2 separate regions of the Mus musculus genome follow, and region 1 is linked to region 2. A link is a contact called in public HiChIP or PLAC-seq data. All regions are on one chromosome and are shown on one strand. The core of a region is the stretch at or near the end of the contact, and the rest is flanking DNA. Distances in the headings are between cores, read along the strand shown.

What was found. HiChIP or PLAC-seq counts read pairs in DNA pulled down with a chosen protein or histone mark.
Region 1: an H3K4me3 HiChIP or PLAC-seq map of bone marrow-derived macrophages shows a contact between it and region 2, with 4 times the contacts expected there. The contact joins the promoter of Padi6 here to the promoter of Crocc in region 2. A contact is called at or near these places in 6 of 39 promoter capture datasets (the HPC-7 cell line, HPC-7-derived erythroid cells, cranial neural crest and 3 more), 5 of 115 datasets of contacts at active chromatin or transcription factors (the SCID.adh cell line, bone marrow-derived macrophages, embryonic stem cells and 2 more) and 2 of 9 other capture datasets (liver and pancreatic islet).

What each region holds. Positions count from the first base shown.
Region 1 is chr4:140,740,185-140,746,328 of GRCm38.p6, reverse strand. Padi6 (peptidyl arginine deiminase, type VI) reads left to right here and starts at 3,686. Exons shown (of 16, transcript NM_153106.2): 1 at 3,686-3,840; 2 at 4,394-4,571; 3 at 5,255-5,327. The coding sequence starts at 3,749. It overlaps Padi4 (peptidyl arginine deiminase, type IV), which reads left to right. Exons shown (of 16, transcript NM_011061.2): 16 at 1-821. The coding sequence ends at 205.
Region 2 is chr4:141,051,174-141,058,028 of GRCm38.p6, reverse strand. It overlaps Crocc (ciliary rootlet coiled-coil, rootletin), which reads left to right and starts at 4,368. Exons shown (of 37, transcript NM_172122.2): 1 at 4,368-4,509; 2 at 4,938-5,079; 3 at 6,834-6,855. The coding sequence starts at 4,450.

The sequences.
Region 1 (6,144 bases), core at 2,437-4,936, 310 kb after region 2:
GGGCATCCCCAAGCCCTTTGGGCCCATCATCGATGGCCACTGCTGCCTGGAGGAGGAGGTGCGTTCCCACCTGGAGCCGCTGGGTCTGCACTGCACCTTCATCAACGACTTCTACACCTACCACGTGTACAACGGGGAGGTTCACTGTGGCACCAATGTGCGCAGGAAGCCCTTCACCTTCAAGTGGTGGCACATGGTGCCCTGAGTCACTACCCCAGGCAGCCTCCCTCGAGGACTGTCCTGGCCAGAGGTGGCTGCTCCCCACCCCCACCCCCACCCCGCAGCGAGGTGCAGCAAGAGATCTGGGGATGGTTGGGCTTCCACAGAGGTGGCCACTGTCCCTGCTGTGACATGTTTGCTTCACCCACATCTGGCTCCTGTCCCATCTCTGTGTGTCCTCAAATGGTCCTTGCATAGCAAGCTCAGCTCTGCTTAGAGATGCTGCAATAAAGATGTAGTTTTGTATCTTTAGTTTACCACGGAGTTCCACACCCCCAGCCCCACCCTCCGCAAAGCACATTGGAATCAATTTCAAAGCACCAATGAGGTGAAAAAGCTTCAACTATGGCTGGCAGCTCTTTTGACTTATTTACTCTGCCGTATGTGTCTCTCTCTTTATATATATTTAATAAAAATTAAAAAAAAAAAACAAACCACGGCTGGCAAGATGGCTCAGCGGGTAAGAGCATTGACTGCAGGTCATGAGTTCAAATCCCAGCAACCACATGGTGGCTCACAACCATCTGTAACGAGATCTGACTCCCTTTTCTGGCGTGTCTGAAGACAGCTACAGTGTACTTACATATAATAAATAAATCTTAAGAAAAAAAAAGGGCTTGTGAGATGGCTCAGTGGTTAAGAGCACCGACTGCTCTTCCAAAGTTCCTGAGTTCAAATCCCAGTAACCACATGGTGGCTCACAACTATCTGTGACGCTCTCTTCTGGTGCATCTGAAGACAGCTACAGTGTACTTAGGTATAACTCGGGAGGCAGAGGCAGGCAGATTTCTGAGTTCGAGGCCAGCCTAATCTACAGAGTGAGTTCCAGGACAGCCAGGGCTACACGGAGAAACCCTGTCTCAAAAAACAAACAAACAAACAAACAAACAAACAACCCCCCCCACACACACACAAATTCCTTGGAGCCTAAGGTGATGACACACACCCTTAACTCCCACCCTCCGGAGACAGAGGCAGGTGGATCTCTGTGAATTCAAGACCAAGCTGGTCTATATATTGAGTTCAGGCTAACAGGTCTACACAGTGAGATCCAGAGACAATTAATTAACGTTTAATTAAAATGAGTAAATAGAAACACGTTCCTCAGGCCAGTGAGATGGCTCAGTGGGGAAAGGCACTTGCCATGAAACCAATGGTGAGCCAAGGCTGGTCCCCAGGACCTGAGTAAAGGTGGGGAGAGAGACCTGCCTCTACAAAGCTGTCCTTTGACTGCCACAGGCATGCACTGGGTGGCGCTGGTGTGTCACACATGCTACTTGCCTTTGCCTCCCAAGTACTGGGACTAGAAGTGTGGCCACCATGCCCTACTGTGAGAGAGAGAGAGAGAGAGAGAGAGAGAGAGAGAGAGAGAGAGAGAGAGAGAGAGAGAGAGAGACCACAGTGCACATGTGGAGATCAGAGGACAGCTTGTGAGACTCACTTTCCTCCTTCCACCATGCGTGCTCTGCACATCGGGCTCAGTGGTGAACGTCTTTAACCCACTGAGCTACCTGGCCAGTCCTGACTTTTCTTTAACCTCATCAAGCCAAAAATTCCCTTCATCCCCCTCCCTCAGAGACTGCCTAAGAGTGCTCTGAGACAGACGTGGTAAATGCCACAGACCAGGTGTTCCACAGACCAGGTGTTCCTAAACCCCAGGAAGGGACCCAGTTTCTCATACTGGGACCAAAGCAATTTTACTTGGCGGGAAGCTGAGTAGCTGGGTGGCTGTTCCCTTCCCTCTCCAGGTCCCCCAAGAGAGCTCCTCTCTGCCTCTTCCAGCTTCGGATTGATTGATTGATTGATTGATTGATTGATTGATTGATTGATTGAGACAGGGTCTTCCTAGAAGCCCTAGTCTGTCTGAAACTCCTTTTTTAGCCAAGGCTGCCCTCAGACTTGTAACCATCTTCCCGCTTGAGCCTCCTGGGTGCGTGGATGCAGGTATGCACCTCTGAGGCGGCTGGGAGCTAGCTCCTTCTCTGAGAGGCCAGTAGAATGGAGAAAGAGAGTAATGGAGGCTGCTCTCTCTAGGCTGTGCCCTGCACCAAGGTCTTCTGGGAAATATGAAGTTTCCATACAGAATCTCCTTAATTAACCTAGGCTGGCTCCCTATTCTTGTTCCTCCTGCCTCCATCTACCCAGTTCTGGGATTGCAGACGTGAGCCACCATGCTCGGCTCTTAATGAGCAAATAACAGGGACGTGGAGGCAGATAGTTCTCTACCAAGGAGCTATGCTCCCACCTATCCCCTTTTCAGAACATTGGCACAGTCTTGTTAAATTGACCAATCTAGACTTGAAGTCACTCGGTAATCACAGGCTAGCCTACCTCAGCTGGATCTTTTTTTCCCCCCTGACAACACATACATATACTATGGAATGCAATACAGAATTTGGCGGCTTTTTGAAACAGAGCATCATTCTGAAACCCAGGCTGGTCTCAAACTCACAGAAATCCTCCTGCCTCAGTGTGGGTGCTGAACAGGTGACAGGCAGGGACTACCATGTGTGGCTTTGTAGTCTGATCTAGGAATGCCAATACTGAAGAGACCATGAACCTCAAAGATGTATGTGTCATCTCAGCGACTCCACAGGGCACGAGAATGCTGACCCCCCCCATTTTAGCAGTTTTGAACTGCACAGTAGATATACAATTTCCTTTCTGCTTCGTGTGTGTGTGTGTGTGTGTTCTCACACCACAGTGCACATGTGAAGGTCAGAGGTCAGCCTAAAGGGATAACAGCTGTAAGCCAGGCTGCACAGGTCTAGCCCATGCACCAGCTCCTGCTGCCCATCCCCCACCCTACCCGCCCTGATGCTAACAAGAGACACAGCTGTGACTGACTGGCTTATCATCGTTATCACCCGGGAAAAGGATGCAGATTGCCTGCCAGGATCAGGGATTTGCAGAGCTAGCTATAGCTTCCTGACACTTCTGTGAGCATAGCACTTTACCAAGTACCCCCACTAGCTGCCAAGAAGCACACATCCTAGAACAGTGGTCCTCAACCTTCTTAGTGCTGCAACCCTTTAATACAGGTGGTGACCCCCAACCATAAGCTTATTTCGTTGCTACCTCATAACTGTGATTTTGCTACTGTTATGAATCATAATATGCAGGATATCTGATGTGTGACACCACCACCATCCCAGCCTTGAGGCCAAAACAGGTTGAGAGCTACTGTCCTAGAACCAAGACTCCCCCATAATCTTGAGATGTAGCACCCAGACCAGTGGGAAGGGCAGAGCCCCAAGCTGTTAGACTCCAATTTCCTAGGGCTGCAGGGTCTACAGGCAGCAGCTGCTAAAACTTTGATGCTGAGTAGAAGGATCTCTCCCTTCACCCTTCCCCCTACCTCCTTCTCCTCTTCCTCCTCCTCCAGGCTCACCTGTGAACCCTTAACAAGGGGGCGGGCTGGGGTGGTCCTTACCTCTACTAAAGAGGAAGGCCAGGAAGCCCCACCGTCCTAGGCAATTACTCTGGTGGGTAAGGACTGCTGACAGTGGCTAGCTTGGTAAGCCCAGCCATGTCTTTTCAGAACTCACTCAGCCTGTCTCTGGTCAATCCCACCCATGCCCTCTGCATGGTAGGCATGGAAATCACCTTGGACATCAGCAAGTAAGGCTTAGCGGGTGTCTGTAGGGGTAATGAGAAGGGAGGGTCTGGGCAGAGTCCCTGTGCCCAGAAGTCCGAGGTTAGCGCTCTCAGCTGAACTGACCGACCCCAAGGAAATCTGGCTTGGTCTCTGAGAGCCCTCCCATCCCAGCTCGGGATACTGACTTACAGCTTTCTCTGCCTCTTGCAAGATCCCTGTTAGCTTCGAAGGTGTCCTTGAGTAGGCGGGGGTTGTGTCTTACGGTTCTGGCATCTGCTCACTCCATGACTGTGAAGCTGAGGCTTGTATGTAAAATGAAGATGTGATCCTCACAAGGAGGCTTTGGGGGAGCGGGAGGTTGGGGTGGGACATCCATCAAAGGCGTGGAGGTCCTGGGGGTCGAGATGGTAAGAGAGGCTGAAGACGTTAGCGCCCGCCCCCCCCCCCACAAGCTTCACTGACAACTCTCCTCAATTCCGTAAGATGGATGCAGACTCCAGATCGGGGGCTGTCCTGGAACCCTGTCGCCTCATCGGTTGGTGAGTCTTCTAACCTGTATTGTCTCCTTCAAACCAGGTGTGCACCAGACAAGTGCAAGTCTTTCACCATCCGTGGTTCCCCCAGGATCTTGATCCACATCTCTAGCTCCGTCATCGCTGGCAAAGAGGACACTGTGGTCTGGAGGTCAATGAACCATCCCACAGTGGCATTGGTGAGGATGGTGGCGCCCAGCCCCACTGTGGATGAAGACAAGGTGAGCCATGGAGGGGAGAGGGGTAACCTTTAACCTACCCAGGTGATCTCAATGTGGAAGCTGGCAAGCCTAGCTGAAGGCCATTGGCAACAGGCCTGCCTACCCAAGGCAGACCCAGCTGCAGCTGTCTGTGGGCAGGGAGAGAGAGGCAGTTAAGGGATGGTGAGTGGGCGGAACCTGCCCATCTATGTGTCGGCGGAAGGCAGTTTCCTTCAGCGAGTGGCTCACTTGGGTAAGCACTGTACCTTGAGTCGGGCCAGAACCAGTGTTGTACCCTGAGCTGAGCAGTGCATACCTATTAAGCCCAATTAACCAGGAGGAGGGTCAGCAGTTGGAGGTCCTAACCTGAGCTACAGAGCCAGCTCCAAGCCAGGGCAAACGACTTTAGTGAGCGACAACTGCTTTTGTTGGGTTTTGAGACGGGGTTTCTCTGTGTAGCCCTGGCCATCCTAGAACTCCCTTTGTAAACCAGGCTGGCCTCGAACTCCCACGATCCTCCTACCCCTGCCTCCTAATGACTGGGATTAAAAGTGTGCACCACCTGGCAAGACACCCTCCTAGACGTCCTAAGTGGCTATGGCCCCTGGGTCAGCTCATAGTGGGTCACTGGAAGATTAGATGCTGAAACACAAAGCAGGGTCACATGCTTACACCCAGTCTATGGCTCTGGGCTGTCTCCACAGGTGCTGGTCTCCTACTTCTGTCCTGACCAAGAAGTCCCCACGGCCACAGCTGTGCTGTTTCTCACCGGCATCGGTGAGTCTTCCCTCTAGGAGCTGAGACCCACCCGGCGTTCCTCTGGAGAGCAGGGCAGGTCTTGTGAAGCAAGGAAGAGGCTCCTTGTGTAGAAGATGCTTTCTATTGGCCCTGAGATGATATCCACGCGCCTGTTCCCTTGACGTTCACTCACTTAGAAACAACCAGAACTTGAGTCACCTGCCCCCACTTCCTCATTCTCATTGCTGCTGGGTCTGGTCCACTGCTATGTCATCTCGTAAATGTGTGTGTGTGTGTGTGTGTGTGTGTAGCCAGGGGAAAGACATCAGATGCGCTGGGACTTAGAGGTACAGGTAGTTATGAGACACAAGCCACGGCATGCCAGGAAGGAAACTCCAATCCTCTGGGAGAGAGCAGTAAGGGCCAACAGCTGAGCTCTCTCTCTCTCCAGCCCCATCTTGAAGCTGCTTTGTAAGAATCAGGTGGCCACTGTGGATGGCTCCCTCCCTGACTTACTCATGAGAATCCACCTGCCTCTGACGACACTGCCTCTAACCAGCGTGTCCAACCTGTGGCCCAGCACAGCTATGGCTACAGCCCAATATAAAATTGTACACTTAAAACATTTATCTTGGCGGGGCTGGAGAGATGGCTCAGTGGGTAAGAGCACTGGATGCTTTCTGAGGTCCTGATTCAGTTCCCAGCACCCACATGGTGGGGCTCACAACCATCTGTAATGAGATCTGATGCCTTCTTCCTGTGTGTCTCCAGTCCATCTCTTCAGTCCAATGCTTGACAGTAAGATACCTCAGTTAGGCTTTTTACCAACCAGGTCAGGCAAGGGTCGCCAGAGCTT
Region 2 (6,855 bases), core at 3,119-5,618:
CAGGCAGTGGTGGTCCCTGTTCACTACAGGAGAACTTAAGGTAATGCTAACTTATAGAATCATGTGACCCAGCCGGGCAGTGGTGGCGCACGCCTTTGATCCCAGCACTTGGGAGGCAGAGGCAGGTGGATGTCTGAGTTGGAGGCCAGCCTGGTCTACAGAGTGAGGTCCAGGACAGCCAGGGCTACCCAGAGAAACCCTATCTCAAAAAACAACAACAACAACAGAATCACGTGACCTTCAAACTTACACAAGGCTGGGTTATAAATTTGCTTCCCACTAGGTGTTTAGCTGGTGGCATTCTATGCTGTGAGCATAGGACCCAAACCTTCTGTCTTGTGGCCTCCTCTGGGACCCCGGACTTATGTCCTTCCAGTTGGCAGGCTGGGGCAGAGGGAGGCTGTTCCTCCTGGGAAGATTTTGCTGATCACTCCACAGTGACACATTCTATCATCCACAGTGACATATTCTATCAGGTAGAGCTTGACTGTGTCTGGACACCTGACTGGCGGATCCAGGTGCACAATTTGTTTCATTCTCCTGGGAGAAACAGGCACCATTAGCACCCCAGTCTGCAGAAAAGAAAAGAGACTTGGGGTGAAGAGGGGTGAAGGCCTTGTATAAGGTGATAAAGCCCAGGAGGAAGCTTGGCCAGGTTCAGAGTCAAGCTACTCACCGCTGTCACGGTTCAGAGTCAAGCTCGTAGTCACTGCTGTCCGAGTTCATTTTTGTTGCTGTACAGGATACGTAAAACTGGATAGTTTGTTTTGTTATGTTTATTTTACCTGTATGAGTGTTCGCCTGCATGTATGTGTGTATTATATGTGTACCTGTGACCTACGGAGGCCAGCAGAGGGCGTTAGATTCCCTGGAACTAGAGTTACCATGTAGGAGCTTGGAAACAGAGCCCAGGTTCCCCGCAAGAGGAGCAAGTGCTCTGAACCACTGAGCCAGGTCTCCAACCCTAAGATTAGGTAATTTCTAAAAGAGAAGGATCATTAATTGATGATGCTGAAGAATAGGAGCTCAGTGGGTGGCCACAAGGCTGTGGGAAGACGGAAGACATGGCAAGAGGGCAGAGGGCTGGGCTCAACCTTCAACAGCCACCTTACATTGTTACTTACATGTACGCATGTCTGCAGTACATACATGTATGTGTGCATGTGTGTTCACATATGTGTGGGTGCACAGATGTGTGCACCAGATTTCGATGCCCGATGTCTTCCTCAGTCACTTTCCTCTTAACATACTGAGGCAGGGTCTCCCGCTGAACCAAGGTCAGGGATTCGGCTGCCCTAGCGATTCAGTTTGACCTGAGGAGCCCCTGTCTCCTCCTCCTGAGCGCTGGGATTAGAGGTGGGCAGACATACCCATGTCTTAGTTACAGTTACCATAGTTACTGTGCGGTGGTGAAACACCACACCCAAAGCCAACGGGGAGAAAAGGCTTTATTTGGCTCACACTTCCATATCACCGCTCTCCATAGAAGGAAGTCAGGACAGGAACTCAAGCAGGACAGAAACCTGGAAGCAGAGCTGATGCAGAGGTTATGGGGGAGTGCTGCCCACTGGCTTACTCCCTATGGCTTGCTCGGTCTGCTTTCTTACAGACCCCAGAACCACCAGCCCAGGGATGGTACCACCCACAATGGGCTGGGGCCTCCCCCATCCATCACTGATTAAGAAAACGTCCTACAGAGGGTCTTCTGGAGCCATTTTCTCAACTGAAGTCCCCTCCTTTCAGCTAGCTCTAGCTTGTGTCAAGTTGACATAAAACTATCCAGCACCCCCTGTATTCCATGGGTGCCAGGGATCAGAACACCAGGCCTTGTGCTTTTTTTGGGGGGGGGTGTTTTTTGTTTTTTGACAGGGTTTCTCTGTGTAGCCCTGGCTGTCCTAGAACTCACTCTGTAGACCAGGCTGGCCTTGAACTCAAAATCTGCCTGCCTCTGCCTCCCAAGTGCTGGGATTAAAGGCGTGTGCCACCACGCCCGGCAGGCCTCATGCTTTTGTGGTAAGTGCTTTGCCCGCCAAAGCACCCCACCTTATGTATAAATGTATGTATTTATGAATAAATGCTGTCTGCACACATGTCTGCAAACCCTATGCATGCCTGGTACCTGCAGGGACCTGAAGAGGGTATCGGATCTCCCTGAAGCTGTTGTTAGGTGGGTTCTGGGATCTAAGCCCGGGTCCTCTGCAAAAGCAGCCAGGTTTAAAGATTTATTTATTTATTTATTTATTTATTTATTTAAAGTACACTGTAGCTGTCCTCAGACACTCCAGAAGAGGGAGTCAGATCTCACTACGAGATGGTTGTGAGCCACCATGTGGTTGCTGGGATTTGAACTCCTGACCTTCGGAAGAGCAGTCGGGTGCTCTTACCCACTGAGCCATCTCACCAGCCCGCAGCCAGGTTCTTTACTGCGTCATCTGTCTCTCGTAATGTAGCTAGGATTGGCCTCAAACACGATTCTTCTGTCTGTACTTCCAAAGTGCTGGGGTGACAGACCTGATCCGCCATGCCTGCTTCAACCCACGCTCGTGATATAAGGAACCTATGGTGTTGAGTCCCTCTGACTTACTCCGCTCTTAAAGGTCCCATCACCTCTCAACATTCACATCGGCGACCACATTTCACCAAGAGTTTGGGAAGGGACAAATGTATCTTTTGTTCTCCTGATCTAATTGTCTCAGAGGCTTCCTGCCTCTTCTCCTAACCTGAGCCTAGTCCCGGAAGCTTCTAGCCTCCATACAATCTTATCTAGGCCTAGAGTGTTTTCAGCCTCTGAGACTTACTGCTGAATAAGCTCACCCTTTCTAGCTCTTTCTGAACACGGGCTGGTTGGTCAACTGTTCTGGCTCGAAACTTCTCCCCACACTGACTGGTTCAGACTGGCTTCTTTCAGCTGCTGACTGAATTGCTCTGCTTGGTCTAGTACTAACTCTGGCAATCTGTCCTAATCTTCTGCCTCCGGCTCATTCTCTGGCTTCTTCTGTCCTGTGTCTAGCTTGTACTCTCTTCAGCTTGTGTCTGTACAACTCTCCCGGTAAAACGTCCTCTCTCCCCTTCTCTCTCTGCGCTGCTCTCTTTGGTAGCCTCCAGACCTCCATAGCAGCTTGGGGGCGCCTACCTTCTTGTCCAGGTGTACATTGGAAACATATGCAGTACGGATTCCTTAGTTGGGAAGAAGCGATCCAGTCTGGACTAAAGTGTGTGTATGCAGCGCCTACCGCATCCTTCTCTCTGACTTGGATACCGCAGCAGGTCTTGAAGACCAAGGGGCCTGGCTTTGCCCTTTAGGCATTTTGGGGAGTCTGCTTGGTCTAAGGGGAGGTGAGCTTCAGGCTTACACTTCTTCATAGTGTGTCACCTTGAATAGGTGAGTCCTCCACCCCTCTGAGCCTTGTTTTGCTCATCCGGAAATAGGCTGATAGGAGGACTAGATGAATTTGACACACCCTAGAACTCAGGAACCTGGAGAGTAGAAACCAGCAGGTAAGTGCTAAAGTGAGCTGCTATGAGCTTAGCCTTGCCCTGTGTGTTTCTGAACCCCTCCCTGCTTTCAGCACCCTTCAGTTCCCTCAAAGACCCTACTCTCGTTTACAGATAGGGAAACTGAGGCCAGGAGAGGTAATTTATCCAGGACCATACTGCTAACACATGGCAGGCCATCGACTCCGGGTCCTTACCATTGTGCCACACAGCCTCCTTGCTTCTGGGAGGGAAACTGCTCTCAGACTTTGGGGGCCCAGGGACTGTGCACGTTGAGTTTTCTCCTGAGTGAAGACAATGTTTACCCAGTGTTCCCTGGGTGAACTGGCACCCAGTTATGTGCTGTGGACGGGCAGATGCTTTGCTCCCAGGAGCTCAATGGTGCCAGCTCTGACACAGGAGGATGCTGGGACACAGCCGGGGGCGGGGCTTGGACCGGCTCAGTTCCTAGTCTTGTCTGAGCGCCTGCTTTCTTTGCTTCCAACCTGTAGTGCACAAGCATCTCCCTGCCTAGCAGCAGGCTGTAAATAGGTTCTGAGCAGACCACGTGAGCTCGCCCGTTCCGGGTCAGAGAAGATGCTCTGTGAGCTAGGGACTCTGGCCTCGGGCAGCCGGGCTTGTAAGGCTGCAGTGCCCACAGACTGGGGAGGGAGGAGGGAGTGGGGAACACTGTTCCCTACCATTCATGGTCTCCTCCCTGAGTGCTGTCTGGGCCCTCCCTCCTCATGCACCTCTGATTCCTGCTGCTCTTCCCCTCCTCTCCCTTCTGAGTCCCTCCCCACCCCCTGCGTAGTCACGTGGGGGCACCATCGGATTTAAGCTTAATCTGCCGGGCTGCTCAGCCCAGCAGCCTGGCATTGGTGTGTTAGTGCGTTGGTGCATGTAGCTGAGACGCTCTTCGACCTCTGTACTTTGAGGAGGGGGGCTGTGGAGTGCCCACAGACCCCCCTCTCCATGAGCCTGGGGCTGGCAGGATCTCTGCAGGCTCAGCTGGCACTGGAGATTGTGATCCAGGTGGGTCCGGAGGGCCGGGCCGTGTCCACCCTGTCCAGGGGCAGAGCAGGGCAGAAGAACCGACCTTGTAGTAGTGGTGAGAGGTGGTGAGTGGAGGGAAGTGTGGGGAAGTGTGCGAGGGTTGCAGTTTGCAGGTCAGGGGGCCACACAGGCCAGTGCTGGGACTCCTTAATCTCAGTGCACAGTAGTGGGGGAAGGGCCCCTCGTGGACTTTAGGGATTACTGGCCTCTGGCACAGCAAGATCCTCCTACCTTCTCTGCCCTTCAGGTCCTGCTGGGGCCCAGCGCTAGGAGAGACACTGAGCAGGCGCTCTCTGCAGTTTACCCTTGTTTCCTAGTTTCTCTAGGACTTGGGCCACAGGATTTGCCCAACTCTCAGGCCAGGAAGTCAGGGGTCTAGGATCCCTGAAAACTCTCTCTTCTCACAGTCTCTGGAGAACTGTGTTCTGGGACCAAACCAAGAGAAGAGCCTGAGTGTGCAGAACCGGGTCCAGGACTTCCAGGGAGCCAGCCTGCTTGTCTGCGCCAGGGAGGTCATCGCCAGCAACCTCTCCCGGCCTGAGACCCCAGGTACCACCTCCCTACCCTGTCCAGGTCCTTCTCCCTTCTCAGCAGCAGGGACACAGATGGTGCTGCTGTGTAGTGTAGTGCTGTGTGTGTGTGTGTGTGTGTCGGTAAGCGTGCACACACGTGCGCGAATACATGTATGTTGTAATGTGTGGCTCATACACACGTGTGTACAGGTACATTTCCTGTGAGCACGAGGATGACAAAGAAGTGCTCTGGTGTTCTCCACCGCTTCCCTTACCTCAGGATCTCGCACAGCTTGGAGCTAGGCTGCCAGCCAGCAAGTCCTACTGATTTTCTCGGCTCTTTGCCAAGTCGCTTTTGGGTTACAGGTGCCCGAGGGGCCATGCCCAGCTTTGTACATGGGTGCTGGGATTTGAACTTAGATACTCATGCTTGTGTGTAGCAAGTGCCCTAATGTGCTGATCCACGTGCTCAGCCCCAGACCCTACTCCTTGAATGCACATAGGGAGACAGGCACAGCTCTGTGATGAAGGAGCCTCCAGAGCCTGAGATGCAATTATTTTATTTACTCCCCATGTGGCACAGCTTTAAGAGAGGGCGGGGCTAGCCCTTTCCACTCATTGCTTCAGATTTGAACACCAGATACTGAATTTTCTACCGGAGATGGTGTGAGCTGTCTGAGGCTAAGGGATGGGGTTGGGGCCAGCTCAGACCAGGCTCTTATAGGGGCTTAAAAAGCACAAAAGCTGCCGGCCACAGGTCCTCCTGGGGTGCAGCATGCATAACTTGGTTGTGCAGCCTGAGTGCCTGGACATAAGGCCAGCTGGTTCGTTAGTGGTATGGCTGCTGTTATCCAGTTCAGACTCCGTATCAGGCCAGGGCTGTCTCTTTGAGTGGACAGCCCTCTTTGAGGGATGCTGTGACTCCCAAAGGTGGGGAGGCTTAATGACCCCACCCCCACCCCAAAGGCTAGAAAGCCTGCAGTGTGTGTCCCTGTTTTTCAGGGTGAAAGTTACAAGCTAGGTGCCACTGCTACACCATAGTTTCTGAGGTCCTGAGAGAACTGGGTGTGATGGTGCTTGCCTAAAATCTCAGCCTTTGAGGGGTGGGGGAGGGGATCAAGAGTTTCATGCCAGCTCAGGCTGCTTAGGGAGACCTTATCTCAAAAACAAGGAAACAAAGCAAAGGTATAGAAGCCCTGCCTTTGAGTAAAGCTTTACCATGGGCTAACATTAGTCCACCCATTTAACAGATGAGTAAAATTGAGACCTGAATAGTCCTCAGAAAAGGAGGGAGCAAGAATTCAGAGCTTTAGCCGGGCGGTGGTGGCACATGCCTTTAATCCCAGCATTTGGGAGGCAGAGGCAGGTGGATTTCTGAGTTCGAGGCCAGCCTGGTCTACAGAGTGAGTTCCAGGACAGCCAGGGCTACACAGAGAAACCGTGTCTCGAAAAACCAAAAAAAAAAAAAAAAAAAAAAGATTTCAGAGCTCTGTGTTTCGAGGGTGGTGGGTGCAGAAAGACATTCTCCTGACTCCTAGCTAGAGCCTTCCTCCTGTATGTTCTGGGGATGTGGCCACAGGGCTGTAGTTGTTTGTACACAAATCTAGCTCTTGGCCTCTCTTGCCGACCTTCCTGTTCCCAGCTTTCTTGGCCCCTAGGTGTTGCAGCCACACACACCCGGGTTCCTCCCAGGTCCAGTCCACCTTGTCTCAGGAATGAGTAGAACACATGTGGGGGCTAGTGCCCCTCCACTCTAGCCAGAAGTCAACCTCAGCCCTTGTCCCTTGTCAGCCCCACTCCAGGTCCCAGAGAT